2 separate regions of the Mus musculus genome follow, and region 2 is linked to region 1. The links are chromatin contacts, called in public HiChIP or PLAC-seq maps. All regions are on one chromosome and are shown on one strand. The core of a region is the stretch at or near the end of the contact, and the rest is flanking DNA. Distances in the headings are between cores, read along the strand shown. Region 1 overlaps Abcc2 (ATP-binding cassette, sub-family C (CFTR/MRP), member 2). Region 2 holds the start of Cwf19l1 (CWF19-like 1, cell cycle control (S. pombe)).

Evidence for each region. HiChIP or PLAC-seq counts read pairs in DNA pulled down with a chosen protein or histone mark.
Region 2: a contact with region 1 is called in an H3K4me3 HiChIP or PLAC-seq map of bone marrow-derived macrophages, with 2.3 times the contacts expected there. The contact joins the promoter of Cwf19l1 here to the enhancer-like site in region 1. A contact is called at or near these places in 11 of 39 promoter capture datasets (the 3T3-L1 cell line, the C10 cell line, cranial neural crest and 7 more), 1 of 15 datasets of contacts at CTCF or cohesin (the NIH/3T3 cell line), 5 of 115 datasets of contacts at active chromatin or transcription factors (bone marrow-derived macrophages, embryonic basal ganglia, embryonic limb bud and 2 more) and 4 of 9 other capture datasets (adipose tissue, embryonic stem cells, liver and 1 more).

Annotation. Positions count from the first base shown.
Region 1 is chr19:43,828,513-43,836,088 of GRCm38.p6, forward strand. It overlaps Abcc2 (ATP-binding cassette, sub-family C (CFTR/MRP), member 2), which reads left to right. Exons shown (of 32, transcript NM_013806.2): 27 at 1,300-1,401; 28 at 1,899-2,042; 29 at 3,533-3,691; 30 at 5,353-5,519. Among named protein-coding and RNA genes, the nearest start is that of Gm10768, 6.5 kb to the right of the region's middle. Within about 2 kb of position 4,084, at least 6 of the 459 cell types and tissues checked have an H3K27ac peak or open chromatin away from gene starts, as enhancers often do. A contact at or near this core is called in bone marrow-derived macrophages, where this site is marked.
Region 2 is chr19:44,132,291-44,139,866 of GRCm38.p6, forward strand. Cwf19l1 (CWF19-like 1, cell cycle control (S. pombe)) reads right to left here and starts at 3,586. Exons shown (of 14, transcript NM_001081077.1): 1 at 3,476-3,586; 2 at 710-794. The coding sequence starts at 3,498. It overlaps Bloc1s2 (biogenesis of lysosomal organelles complex-1, subunit 2), which reads right to left. Exons shown (of 5, transcript NM_028607.1): 5 at 6,956-7,423. The coding sequence ends at 7,392.

The DNA.
Region 1 (7,576 bases), core at 2,834-5,333:
ACTGTGGCTTAGCACCACCTTAGCTACTTTGGACATTACGCCATCTCACTATGCAGCTCTTCCAAGTACCTTATATTTCATGTGCTTATACTGCACTGTTGACATTAGAAATTAGTGAGGCTCAGCAGGCAGGGGATGATGCACGTCTTTAGTCCCGGCACTCAGGAGGCAGAGGCAGGTGGGTGTCTGTGGGTTTGAGGCCAGCCTGGTCTACAGAGTGAGTTCCAGGACAGCCAGGGCTACACAGAGAAACTCTGTCTCAGAAAACAAAAACAAAAATAAAAACAAACACAAAAGAGATTAATGAAGCTCAAGGAGGCTTATGAGAGGGCACCCCAGAGTCACTTGGTTTTTTTTGCCATTTTATTTATCCCTCAAGACAGTCAAGGCAGAGTAGGACACCGTTAGATTGAACCAAGATTAAATATTCAAGTGTCAGCAATTATACATGGTTCATCCTACACAAAGTTGCCACTCTTAGTCTTCATGGCCTGGTCTGGGGTGTGTGGCTGTCTCTCTCTCTCTCAGCTCTCCTTCACTCCACAAAACTCCTGTGATATGTGCAAGCTCTCAATGCCTTCTTGAAAAAGCTCATGTCTGAGTAATCCTAGTACTGCAGACTGGCCTGCACCATGTGGTTAAACACATCCGTGTGGTGGCTGGGAGACATCTAGACCCAGGGAGGACAAGGGACCATATGGAGACCCAACCTTGATGACTAAGAGAGAGACAGCAGCTTGCTTGAAAGTCTGCTTGTTCCCCGATTCTTTTCTCATGGTATCCCCCATTTGTAGAGTACCATCTACAATTCTACAAATACACTAGGTTTGCAGGCAGGAGACCTGAACTCTCGTACCAGTTCACCAAGAGCCAACCTCTTTCACCCAAGCTTTACCCCTGAACGATTCAGAGTTCATATTGCCCTTCATGTGAGCACCACACAGTTGAGTATTCAATTGTTACCCAGCCAATCAGTGTACTGGTCTTATTTCTATGCTAAGAAAATAAGAATTAAAAAAGAATTACCCTTTTTATATCACCACAGCCCTTGAATATAAATTAACTGCTCAGTTAACCTTGTGGTATAACTAACTAACTGAGGTGGTTTCTGAACCTGAATATGTATATGTGTGTGTGTGTTGTATGGTATTATGTGTGTGTATGGTGTGTGTATATGTGTGTGTTGTGTGTAGTATGTGTGTGTATATGCGTGTGGTATGTGTGTGTGTATGTTGTGTGTGGTATGTGTATATGTGTGTGTTGTGGTGTATGCTTGATATAATTTTTTTTCTTCTATAGATCACACAAACCCTGAACTGGCTAGTGAGGATGACGTCAGAAGTAGAGACCAACATCGTGGCTGTTGAGCGAATAAATGAATACATAAATGTGGATAATGAGGTGAGAGTTATCGAAACTCGGGCGGAGGTCCCCAACACGCTCTCAAGAGGGCATCTTTACCTTTTTTTTGGTTTTTCGAGACAGGGTTTCTCTGTATAGCCCTGGCTGTCCTGGAACTCACTTTGTAGACCAGGCTGGCTTAGAACTCAGAAATCTGCCTGCCTCTGCCTCCCGAGTGCTGGGATTAAAGGCGAGGGCCACCACCGCCCAGCTGCATCTTTAGCTTTAAAGAACAACTTTCAAGTCTCACATGCTCTAACCCAAAGGACTTAATTTCTTCAAATGTAAGAGGAGGAAACAGTTTTCCTAAATGGTGGTGCCGTTCTAGAAACCCATAGAGCAACCTTGTAGGGTATCTTATTGAATAAAGTCAGAAAAGCCCAGTCCACTCAGGTAGAGGTCCCCGCTACCCTTCTGTCAAATGCTATGAGTCCCACGGCAGCTGTTGGCTGGACTGCTTACCACGTCCAGCGTTTCTCATCCTTTCCCCTTGCCAGGCGCCGTGGGTGACCGACAAGAAGCCTCCGGCAGATTGGCCCAAAAAAGGTGAGATCCAGTTCAACAACTATCAAGTGCGGTATCGGCCGGAGCTGGATCTGGTCCTGAAAGGGATTACTTGTAACATCAAGAGCACCGAGAAGGTGGGTGAGAAAGACGGCTCTGCTTGGGAGGACTCAGGGAATAGCCGGGCACAGAAGGAGGGTCCCAGGCCTTCGCCGTTTGGGTGCAGGGAGAGAATGGGGATTCTTCCTGTACTCTGGGAACGCAGAAGGGACCCACCCGGAGGGCTGGATCCTGCCTCCCTGCCAGCCCACTGGGGCTCATTTCCTGTGCGGGCTTAAGGTGTGAAGTCTCAGACCTGGACGCAGAACTGCTGAGCCTAAGCAGGAGAGAGTCTAGTGTTCTGGTCTTTGAAGTTGAGTACACTCTTACAGGTCTAATGGAGCAAAGCTATCCATCAATTAATCAACCTGGGCAAGGGGGCTGAGGACCAGGGGTGACCCAAGGCTCATCTGGTGACAAGTCTTTCCTTCCCGCTACTAAAAGTCAAAACAAACAACCCAGTTCTCCCTTTGGCAGCTCAGATACTCAAATCAGAGCATCATGGGCAGATTAGCATGGCCCCCGAGCAAGGAAGGGGACACACAGATCCATGAAGTGCTCCGCAGTTTAGAGCTGGAGAGTTAGCCATCCCCAAGGAAGCACACGGCAGATGTCCGTCCCTGAAAACGTACATACACGCGGCGTTACACAGACCACGCAGCTCACGCTTAGGGATGTACGTCTGTGTATTCATGTGAATATGTGCATTACATATATGCGTGTAGCAACAGTTAATGAGAAAAGAGACAATGGATTTGAGAGATAATAAAGAAGGGTGTGTGTGGGAGGCTTGGAGGGGAGAAAGGACGGGGAGAAATGTAATTATACTCTCAGAAGACAAGAGAGGTAATACAAAATAAATTATTACATTTTTATTTATTTTGTGGGTGTGCACATGCATGTGTGAAGGACACAGAACAACTTGTTCCACCGTGTGGGTTCCAAGGGTTGAACTCGGGTCATTTGGCTTAGCAGCGAATGCCATCACCTACGGAGCCATCCCAAAGTTCCTTTCTGTCTACTTAAAAAAAAAAAAAGATATTTATTTTATGTGTGTGAGTACCCTGTCACTGTCTTCAGACACACCAGAATGGGACATCAGATCCTATTACAGATGGTTGTGAACCACCATGTGGTTGCTGGGAATTGAACTCAGGACCTTTGGAAGAGCAATCAGTGCTCTTAACCACTGAGCCATCTCTCCAGCCCTCTGTCTACTTTTTAAATGAAATCTTTTTTAAAAAGGGAATAAGCTATGACTGTCAAGATTGGCGGTGACAACAATGGAGAAGAGGGTTTGTCTATTTCCAGCGGTCACGGTCTTCAGCACACAACTCAGGCGGAGTATGGGAGAGCCATTTTTTTTCTTGACATCTGGGCATTTTTTCCCTCTCACCAAAACTAAAAGCCATTTGATATATTTGGTATGGGGTTCTTTTTATCACGTGCGATTGTGAATACATAGGCTAAATTTTTTTTCCTCCGAGAATTGCATGTTGAAGTCGATGTAAATGAACTATATTCACAGGTCGGTGTGGTGGGCAGGACCGGAGCTGGAAAATCATCCCTCACAAACTGCCTCTTCAGAATCTTAGAGTCTGCAGGTGGCCAGATCATCATTGATGGGATTGATATTGCCTCCATTGGACTGCACGACCTTCGAGGGAGACTGACCATCATTCCCCAGGTTAGTTAACGAGGATTTACTTGGGCACACGCAGTGGGGAAACACTGACATGCATTCAATTACAAAAACAACTCTGGCAGTTGTATTGCTTAGTTTTCTTGTCATTGTACCTGTCAAGAAACAACTTACAGGAGGAAGGGTTAATTCGGCTCACTGAGAAGGGGCACAGTTCTTGGTGGTAAGGCATAGCAGTAGGCATGTGGGACGGCTGGTCCTACTGTGTCTGCACTCTCCAAGTGTCAAATATAGACACTCTCTCCCAAAAGTTGACTATCAAGATTCATCTTCATACCACGATTCCAGACGAATTCCCCGAGATTCTGTTTCTCGACTAAAAAGTTCTGTATTTTGCATGTGACCGGTGGCTGCTAGAAGCTACCAGTAGGTGGCAGCAACGCGCCAGCACTCGGATAGAGCAGATGATTAGTTGGCGTTTCTGTTAGCCCATCAGGGTTTGCTGAGACCTTTGTAATTAGCAGTAGCAATTTTGCCGCCGAAGCTTGAAGTCATTAAGCTTTATACTCCTCATTTGATGCGGCTAAAAGATAGAGGAGGGAATTTGCTGCGGGTTTTTGCCAGCAAGCGGAACATTCATCGTATCAGCAAGAAAGACCTCCCTTTGGCTTGCTCTATGGACCCCACCGAGTTAAGAATTGCCACAGAGACCTCTCCACTCACAGGAGGCGGAGAACCATCGCTCCCTCTGCACTGTGGCCTGGTGCCTGTGGAGGGTTTAATGTTGCTTAGTACAATGTGACATTAGATGCCCTCTCTGTCACTCTCCCCTCTATTCCACTGAGACAAGGTCTCTCGAGGAACCTGTAGCTCGCCGTTTTGGGATTTGCTGCTGCTGCTGCTGCTGTTGCTGTTGTTTTAAGATGTTTTATTTTATGTGCTATGAGTGTTTTGCCTGTGTGTATCTAAGAGCATTTGGACCTGGCTCTCACAGAAGCCTGGCATTAAGATCATGTGTTAAGGAGTGTTGTAAGCTGCCGTGTGGGTGCTAGGAACTGAATCTGGATCCTCTGCAAGAATACTAAGTAGCAAGTGCTTTTAACCACAAGCCCCTCAGGAGGATTTTTGTCTTTGGCCTTTTAAAGGTTTTGTTTTGACTAGCTCAGTGGTGGGTATCTCCGGACAGCCTCTAGTCTCTGCTTCTCTCTCCCTCTCAGCGTGAGCACATAGGCTCCACTTTCTGCGGGATGCTGGGTACTCAAACTCGGGCTTGTGCGTGAGAATATCTTGTCAGGCCCCGGGTTTTCTTAGTTTAGTGCATTGTTCTCTGTGGCCTCTTCAAAACATAAGAGTTTCTCAGATGACTACACAATCTCTTTCTATGTCTCTTGGTCTCCCTTGTCCTAAGCCAGGAGGCTTTGTTTCAGGAAATGATGGTCTTTTCATCTGGATGTCTACAAGTGGGTCCCAGAACGGAACGAAGCAGGTGCAAACCAAGGACCACCGCACCCCCACCCCCCACCCCGTTTAGTGTTCCGGTTGCAGGTACTCGGGGCCTTCAGAGGCTTCCAAAAGCTCAATCGTGAGCCAGCTTCCTGCCTAGAGTTCATGCCAGACCACTCCTACCCACGTTCTCCTGGCCACAAAGAATGACTGAGCCCTTTGCTGACATAAGCCCTGATGGCTTCCCATTCTCCAACTTGCAGGACCCCATTTTGTTCTCTGGGAATCTGAGGATGAATCTCGACCCTTTCAACAAATACTCGGATGAGGAGATCTGGAGGGCCCTGGAATTGGCTCATCTCAAATCCTTTGTGGCTGGCCTGCAACTTGGGTTGCTCCATGAAGTGACAGAGGGCGGTGACAACCTGAGGTAAGCTACTTCTTCCACGGGCTGTGTGGGGGTGTGAGGGAGTTGTTTCTTATGTTCTGGTCTTAGATACCATCTGGCATTGTGGGATTTATAACTGTGTAGATCAAATTCCTAATGTGTAAAAATGCGATAAAAGCAGATGTTAAGCCGGGTGTGGTGGTGCACGCCTTTAATCCCAGCACTTGGGAGGCAGAGGCAGGAGGATTTCTGAGTTCGAGGCCAGCCTGGTCTACAAAGTGAGTTCCAGGACAGCCAGAGCTATACAGAGACACCCTGTCTCGGAAAAAAAAAAAAAAAAAAGCAGATGTTAAAAATGCACAGGAACACATGTTGTTATGAAATGTGCCCTTTCTGTGACATTATATGACATGAACTTACAAGTGCCATTTTAGTGGAAAAATCACAGAAACCAGAGTCTCAAGGCTCAGCAGCAACAGCTGGATCCCTGGTCCAATCTGGTATATTTGTTATGAAACACAGACTGGATGGACATGGGGACATGAAGATCCCCTCGGGCTATAAAAGGCATCTCAGTTTGAGAACCTCCAATCTAAAGGGACACAGATAAGATTTACTGCCAGCAAAGCTCTTGGGCATTGCAGAAACACCTTAAATTGATAACAGTGACTCTCTGAGTTTATAGTTTTTACCTTAATATATATATATATCCTGACACTTGGCTTGTGGTCTTCACTGTGCATTTGTTGACGCAAGGTTCTGGCCTTCTCCCCATGAGAGTTTGGGGCTCTCCTTCACATACTGAAGCTGAGCCATTAGGCAAAGCCTGTGGCTCGTGGGCAGTTCTTGCTTTTGACCCAGGTACCTCCACAGTGGAAGGCCAGGCATAGACCACCAGCAGCTAAAGCATCAGTAGATCAAACAAATGGCCTGGAAGCTCTGGATAAACGTAGGAGCTTCATATGAACACGGAAGCTCAGCCCGTGTGCCTTCTAGTCTGAACCTACATCTTAGCAAGGTTCCCAGGTGGCTTGTGCGCTGTTACCTGAGAAGCCTGCTTAAAGCCCTGGTCCCCAACTAGACTGAGGGACTCAGCCAGAGAACTTAAGTTCCACTGTCCAGACTGTCCCTCAAAACCAACTGGACCCAGGACCACGGTGACTTCACCCAGGGGACACTTGCATGGCTTGGTGGCAAATGTCATCTGTCTTGCTTTCCTTTGCAACAGATACAGGGGGCAGCAAGGCTTAAATAGCTGTTTAGCCCTATATAAAAGACCACTCAAATATGCAGTCAGTAAATATGTATTAATACCTACTATGTGCCAGGCACTGGAGACACAGAGGCAAACCTCACAGACCCAACCCTGGATTTCCAAGCACATAAAACATATTGGGAGAGGCAGGCTTATGGGATAAATGGCCACACTGTTAATACTGCAGGGGCGACATGGGGGACATTATGTCAGGATGTGACAGTGACATTCCCTGTCTTGCCCGTGCAAAGAGATACTTCACTCTCTTACTAGGGCTTTTACTTTAGACCTGCGTTTCAGACTTGGTTTAGGGAATTAGAACTTGCATATATCAGAGGAGGAACAAATCAGATTAAAACACCTTTGATAAGTGACAGGGGTGAGCACCAGAGAGCAGAAGAAAGCCCAGGTGGCACTGTGATCATAAAGTACAGTTGACCCGGGCAGAACTTTGGTCCCGGCTAAGTTGTGATTCTGCAGGGTGCCTGATCTTACACTACAGACAAACATTGGGAGTTCATTTTGTTTGGCTTCCTATCTCTGGCAGAAATGTTCTTACAGAGGAGTTACAGGACGTTAGTCTAACTACCCGTTTATTACAATCCCTAATGACCGCAGCAGGCAAGAGTAATCAGCAAATTCCCAAATTTTTCCTTCACATCATTTCCCAGAGCTCCTTTATGTAAGCAAGAGGTCCAGCTTTCATTATAGACTTTTACCAAATTAAAGCTATTTGCATTTTACAAGTATATTTGAATTCCACATACATTGCATCTCACACCAAGACACCAGGCTCATTAGATAGCGTCGTCTCTAATCAAGGCAGAAAGTCTTAAACAAATAA
Region 2 (7,576 bases), core at 2,336-4,835, 300 kb after region 1:
TAATTAACGATAATTCTATGAATTATTCAACTTCGATGCACTGTCTGTCAATCACTCCAAATTGAGGGTGGGGGGAAAGTGAAGGAAACGAGCTTTCAGAAGGCAGAACTTATGTGCTTTCCAAAGGTTCCCAAGGCCTCTCTATCCTCCTTCCTTGGAATACATAGCAGTGTTGAAACAGATGCAGAAGGAATCAGTCCGTGAAATACAAAACTTCAGTATTAGACTTCAGAACTACAGGGCAGAAGCCCACCACATGTGCTGCTGTGTTTACTTATCCCTCAACCCAACGCACAAGTCCTCCCTAACCCTACAGTCCTCCCGTGTCCTAGGGACTCATAGTCTACGTGGCAAGCACACACAACACTCATTCCTCATTCTTTCTTTGGTAAAGACCTGCACATCTGTTATCTGATTTGATCCAGAGCGCACACCCGTGAAGCAGACCTGGGCTTATCAGTCCAGGTGTCAGAACTGGCTAGCTCTGTTCAGTGTGTTTCTTTGCTTGTTTTTGGTTCAGTAAGAAAGTAATGAGATGAACAGTATAGACCGCCTCCCTCCTCCCATCAATCCACAGCTACTTAGTGTAATTAAGGATAAAAACCACAACCTAACAAAAAATGGGAAAGTCAGTCATAAAATTAACAAAGAATCAGTACTTTTAATGTTTGACTACAGTGTAAAATTTCAGTAAAAATGATCATCTTACATCAAAGTTTCCACTTTTCTTCTGAATTGTCCGAACTCTATTGAATAAAACATCAAACTTTCCTTCAACATCTCCACAGGCCAAGCTGCAAACAAGAGATAAACGTTATAGCAATTCAGGAAACACAAATGGATCTGCTAGGCTTGGTGTAAATGTACTCGTTTTTTTAGATTAGCGCTATGAACTAGTCCCAGCAGGTATCTTCTGACTTATGGTCAATATCAACTACTCTGAGCTACCAGGCAGACTTTTCTGAATATCTCACCAATACCTCTAACTCACCATATCTAAAAATCTGCTTTTCGTGTCTTCAAAATTGAGCCAACCTCTTCTGATTCTTAAATTTCGTGGATGGGTTTATCACCAACTTGGTCACTAAGAGTCAGCTAATTCCTTATTTAATCTAAGTCCAGGTGAGTCTCCAACCATGTTTCACACCCATTCTGTTCTCCTCACCTCCACAGCGTGTGCCTTGCTACACGGCTTCAGTCATCGTTCAGCAAACACCAACCGGACAACTACACTATGCAAAGCTCAATGGTCACATACTACCCTAAGAACACATTAGAATTACAGAAGCACTTGGACTCATGTAAAGCCTCAGAGAGTTTACAATAAGGGACGGGTGGCTCCAATCACAAGCATATATGGAAAAGGCTATGTTGTGAGGCAAGCATAGCATGTTACAGGGCAGGGAGGAGAAAATGACAAGCATGAAGGTTGATGAGGGGGACTGTCCCAAGTGGTGAAGTGACTTGCTCTAACATCTAAGTTCTGACTTGTACAATTCTGACTTACATCGTTTGTTTGTTTTCACTTTAGGGGAGGTATTGTATTGGGAGGGCGTATATGTGTCGGTGTTCATGTGAAGGTCAGAGAACCACTAAAGAGAGTTCCCTCTCTCCACCACGTGTGTCATCAGGGACTGTACTCAGGACACCAGGCATGGCAGGAAGTGCCACTACTCACTGGGCCATTTCACCAGCCCTTACTTACTTTTGTAACATCTTTTAACTCAAAATACTATAGACTCTATTGTCGTATATCTCTCTGTTCTTATTGTTCCTATCATTGAACAGTCTCAAGCAGCATAAGGATATGATTGTACATGTTTCATCAATACGTCTAATAACAGAAAAGGACGGTCTGGAGGAACAGTTAAACTACAATCAAAGTGCTAACCAAGGAAATGGCCAATGGAAACAGGGACGAGAAAAGCAGATGAGAAACTTAAAGTCTGAAGACAAGCTAAGTGGGGAAGCGGGATGGGAAATGAGGGAGAGGCAGGAACGGAGGGAAACAAATCTGAACAACTTAGAGGGAATGGCTGAGGCGGAGAAACCTACTTGATGTGGTTTGGAGGCAAGGTAGACTATATGGACCCCATAGTGCTTTCTCTGCTTCAGTTTAATGTTCCTTCCTAAAAACATTACACAGTGCCTCGTTTCCTGTAGAAAGAGTTTTCCTCCGGTTCTGGCCTGTCTTCCCAGTACTTTCTCTAAGTTTTCCTAACTAAACTCTCCCAAACTGCAGATTGATCACTCTGCCTCTGCTAGGCTCTAGGGAATTCTCTTTCCTAAGAGCCCCATTGTGCTCAACCTCAAGGCTTTTCCATCCATCAAGGCTGAGTCTCTGTAGCCTCCTGGTGGGCTGAGAAAGCCACTTTCTCAAAATCTCAGAAATCCATATACCATTTCAGAACAAATTCTGTCCTAACTATCATGCAGTATAATTTATTCTTTGAGAGCCTCTAACATCTTTTTGTTCCCTGTTGATTATCAATTCCTGACAGGTACAATCCATATTCACTCTCTGATCTGGGCCCCTTTTCAGCATTTTCTGATCCCAATGACTGAAGACAGAAATCTATGACCTTACAGTGGAGGTTTCTCACCATCAAAACATCACCAGGCCCTGTGAGTCCACCTGCTTAACAGACTATCCATTCCTGAACTTTCTCTCTGACATTGCTTTACCTAATGCTTGTTGCCTTCTACTTCGGCTCTTATTTGTTTCCCAACTTTCAAGCAGGATCACTTTCCATAACAAAAACTAGGTCACACTAAGGAGTTTTTAAACGTTTCAATGTCTTCTCTGAGTTAAATACAATAATATTTGCCAGAGTTAAATCCTCACTTTCAAAAAAAAAAAAAAATCCTCACTTTCTCATGAAAGCCTTAATTCCTTATACTAAGCCAAATATCGTTATTATATACCCTCCAGAACCATCAACCCTTTCTCTACATTTTCCGCATTCGTTAACACGTGTTATTCTAGTCTAGACTATCAGCTATCAAGGCGGGAACTGGTTTGTGCGACGCTTGTCCGCTGCTCAATACAATAGTCTTTCTAAATTAAGTCATGTCTTCGCTAACCGACCGCGCAAACAAAAGTACGCGAGGACAGGACAATGCTCATCTTGTCTGACAAAACCCATGCGTGCACCCCATGCCTGCAAGTATTTGGCTAATCAATACGTGCGACGCCGGGAGAAACGACAAGGAGATGGTGTGTCCCAGGCAGACTAGGCCTAAGGAAAAAGAAGTCCGGCTCATCAAGTTTTTAGTTCTGCCAGAGAGACTCTGAAGACACCAGGGCGAAATGAACTGGGAGGCGAGAACAGGAAGCCTCCACTCCGGCTCCCAGCAGCCCTGCGACCTCCCCTCCGTCTTCCCCTTCCGGTGTGGAGAAAGACCCCCCCACTCCTCCGCCCGCCTCTCTCCCTTTCTCCTATGTGCCTGAGTCTACCGATGCAAGGTCACTCACAGACGCAGTGGCTTCTGAGCCATCGGGAATGACAACCAGGGCTGGGACGGCCACCAAAGGCTAGAAACACGAACGCGCGCTCAAGGTTGGAACGCCGGGGCGCAGAAATATGACGTCACACCACTCAGCCAATAGAAATCACCTAGCTATGGGGCGTGTAGAGGGGTAAAAATCTCTCCGCGTTTATTTATTTATTTATTTATTTATTTATTTATTTATTTATTTATTTATATTTATTTATTTAAGGAAAGGTAACTGGAGTGAAAAGGATGGAGGAATTAAAATAGAAAAAAAATGTGTCTTATTTTGTTTGTTTTAGAAACATTTGGAATTATTGAACTGTGCGCCTGCGAGTTTGTATGGATCCCATGACTGCTAGCGCTCTTAAGATCTTTCCAACCCTGGCTGGGTTTTTTGTTTTTGTTTTAGTTTGTATTTGGGGGGAGGGGGACATGCTTGTGTGCATGCAGGTTCCTGTGGAAAGAATAGGAATCTTCTTCTATTGCTCCCAATCTTATTGAGTGAGATAGGGTATCATTTTAACCCAGAGTTCGTTGGATTAGACTAGTCTAGGAAGCCATATTGCCCAAAAGATCCCCTAATTCTGCTTCCTGAACGCTGGGATTCCCCGTGGGACCTGAAACTTACCTGTCTAGACTTACATGGGTACTAGGGATGCGAATTCCAGTCTTCATGATTTGTTATATGGGTGACTGAGACATCTCCCTAGCCCCTAAATTTTTTTTAACACATTGAAAGAATAGCTTCTATTCAGTGTATCGGCATGTCGCTACATTTTCTCTCTTGCTCACTTCTCCCCCAGTACCCAAACCCTGTCCTTCTCACTGAGTTATCTGAAAGCGAAGTGCAGACCTCAGTGTGCACCTCTCAAATACATAAAAATACCCTCCCTTAAGTTACCTTAATATTAGCACACTGAAAAAGAATTAAATTAATTCAGTAACAAGACCTAATGTACACAATGTTTAGTTCTCTGTAATTGATTGTATACATGGGGACTATTTTCATTCAGGGATTAAACAAATTTCACATTTTCATCGGGTCCTATCTCTAGTCTCTTTTTGCTTTGCTTTTGGTAAGTCGGTTTTTCTGAAGGGGCCAAGCCAACCAGCAACAGCCTGCTAAGGACCTGGAAAGGACTGTCCTGACAAGGAAAGAAACCCAAGTTACCAGAATCAAGTTGTTAAGAAAGAATCTCAAATCTCTAATTTTCTCACAATTTCTGCAGTGCTTTTGAGGGGGTTATTAAATCCTTTGCCTCATACATATTAATACCCCTGCTTTGTTGGTAACTTAAACCTTTTTCTTACTTTTTGGATGATACACTCCAGGAGTGGCTTTCAAGACTGAATCTTGAAGACAGATTTGCTAATATGAACAGCTATATGATTTCAGAGATGAGAAAACAACAGTAAAATATGAAAATGTGTCTGTGAAATTTGCCTGTATTATTGTTGCAACTTTCCTATAGGATCAAATCAATTCTAAAAATAAAAATGTATCCATAGAGATGGCTTACTACACTGTAAGTGTAGGAATAACAAGATTATATATATATATATATATATATATATATATACACATACACACATATGTGTGTATATATATATGTATATGTGTATATATGTATGTGTGTATATATATGTGTCTGTGTGTATATGTATGTGTGTGTATGTGTGTGTGTATATATATATATGTATATATATATCAGCCTCTTTTTTAAAAGATTTATTTATTTCATGTGTGTACACTGTTGCTGTCTTCAGACTCACCAGAAAAGGGTGTCGGATCCCATTACAGATGGTTGTGAGCTACCATATGGTTGCTGGGAATTCAACTCAGGACCTCTGGAAGAGCAGTCAGTGCTCTAACCGCTGAACCATCTCACCAGCCTAAGATACACATATCTTTAAGTAGGACCCTTGTATACATTTAAGAATTTTAGTTTTGGGGGCTGGAGAGATGTATCCTCCATGGTTAAGAGCACTTTGCTCTTCCAAAGGATCTGGGTTTCATTCCTAGGACCCACATGGTGGTTCAGTAATTCTAGTTCCAGGGATGCCACATCCTCTTCTGACCTCCATAGACACCAGGCACACACACAATGCACACATATACATGCAGACAAAGCATGCACATATATCATATTTAAATGAAAGGCCCGTTACAGACCGGAGAAGTAAGGATAAATGATTACAGTCTATAACAGCCAGAAGAGGCAGAAGGAGAAGAAGCAACCTCTTGGTATCCTACTTAGTCACTGTTCTAATGCTTGGAAGAGACACCATCACTGAGGCAACTCTCATAAAGAAGGCCTTGAACTTGGGGCTACTTTCAGAGGTTCAGTCCATTATCATCATGGCAGGAAGCATGGCAGCCTGTAGGCAGACATGGTGCTGGTGTAGATGAGAACTACTTCCTGATCCATTGGGAATCACTGGGCTTGGCATGGACTTTTGAAAGCTTAAAACCACCTCCAACTGACACACTTTCTCCATGGCCACACCCTCTAACCCTTCTAATCCTTTCAAATAGTGCTACTCTCTCTGAGGGCTCAAATCGATGAGGCTATATGGGCCATTCTTAATCAAACTACCATACTTGGGAATGGCATGCAGAACATTAGGCACCTTGCTAGGTGACAGCATGCTGCTGTAGATAAGGTTAGGATGCCTCCCAATCCAACCAACTTTGTATTAACCCGTCATCCATCTGATGTCTTTAGTTCTCCGAAATTCCTCTCACCCCATACATACAATAGGAAATATGTCACAAAATGCTTTATGTATGACTGTTGCTCCCTGCCTTCCCACCTAACACACAGGCACACATACACATTGTGTTTGCCACATTTCCAGAACAGATGTAAACATGTCATCTCACCCCCACACATCTGCCTCAAGTAGAAAGAAAGAAGAAACTGAGCCTGGTGGCCCAGGTCAATGAGCTCAGCTTTCGAGGAGGCTGAAGCAGGAAGGTTGCCAATTTGAAGCCTACTGAAGTCCTTAGAGCAGTGCTCCTCAGCCTTCCTGACATTGAGACCTTTAACACAGTTAGCTCCTCAGGTAGTGACCCCCAACCATAGTTATTACATTACTACTTTATAACTGTAATTTTGCTGCTGTTATGAATCATAATCTGTTATACAGGAGGATATTGATCGACAGGTTGAGGGCCACTGCCTTGAAGCCCTAGGTTCAGAATAAAAAGTGAAAGGGCTAGGGAAAGAGTTCCCTGGTGGAGCGCTTGTCCTGCACATTCAAGGCCGAGGTTCAGTCCCTGATTGGAGGAAGGCTCGGGTTACGAAATTATTGAAATACTCCTTTCACTCCTTCTGCTCAGCCTTTAAGCCTTGGCTTAGAATTGTTTCATGACTTTCTGTTATTGGCAGTTATGGAAAGGCAAATTATCACCACACAGATAGTAATAAGTTGCAAAACAAAAACCAAAAAACCCACATTTGTTTTGTTTTCCTTTTTAATTTAGAATCTTGTTAACAATTCACTATATCATCAGTAGAAAACAAAACAAACAAAACAAAGCAGCCATTTTAGAAGATGACGTGCTAAATGCCCAATACCAGGGAAAACAGGTCCCCTCACTGGACTCTACTGGCAAACCCAGGTATGCCCTGAACTCTACAGTCTCCATCTTAGATGGATGATGAAGCATTCAAGTAAACGGTGAGGAGTCCCAGGTGTGAGTTTCTGAGAGGTACCACCTCAGAGGAGACTCCGGAGCAGCCACGGCCCTCCAGTTCATCCAGTATTGCGTGGCCTTGGGCTTAACCAGCCATTTTCTTCTGAGGAGCTCTGATGATGTGTCAGCCTCAGGACTTAGTGGTTATAAAACATCTTCCATATTAACAAACACTTGAGCCACATGAACACGATTCTCATCGCTTCTCCAACTTCTTGTACTTGGCTTCTATTTGGGGAAGAACAGGAATTGTATCTTTTAACCCCAGTGCTCAAAAAGATACCTTTTAGTTAGATTTTTCAAGCAAGTTCAAATATGCCCATTATATTCTTAAGGCAGCAACTTCAGTCTCGTCATCTGCACAAATAAGGAGATCACGGG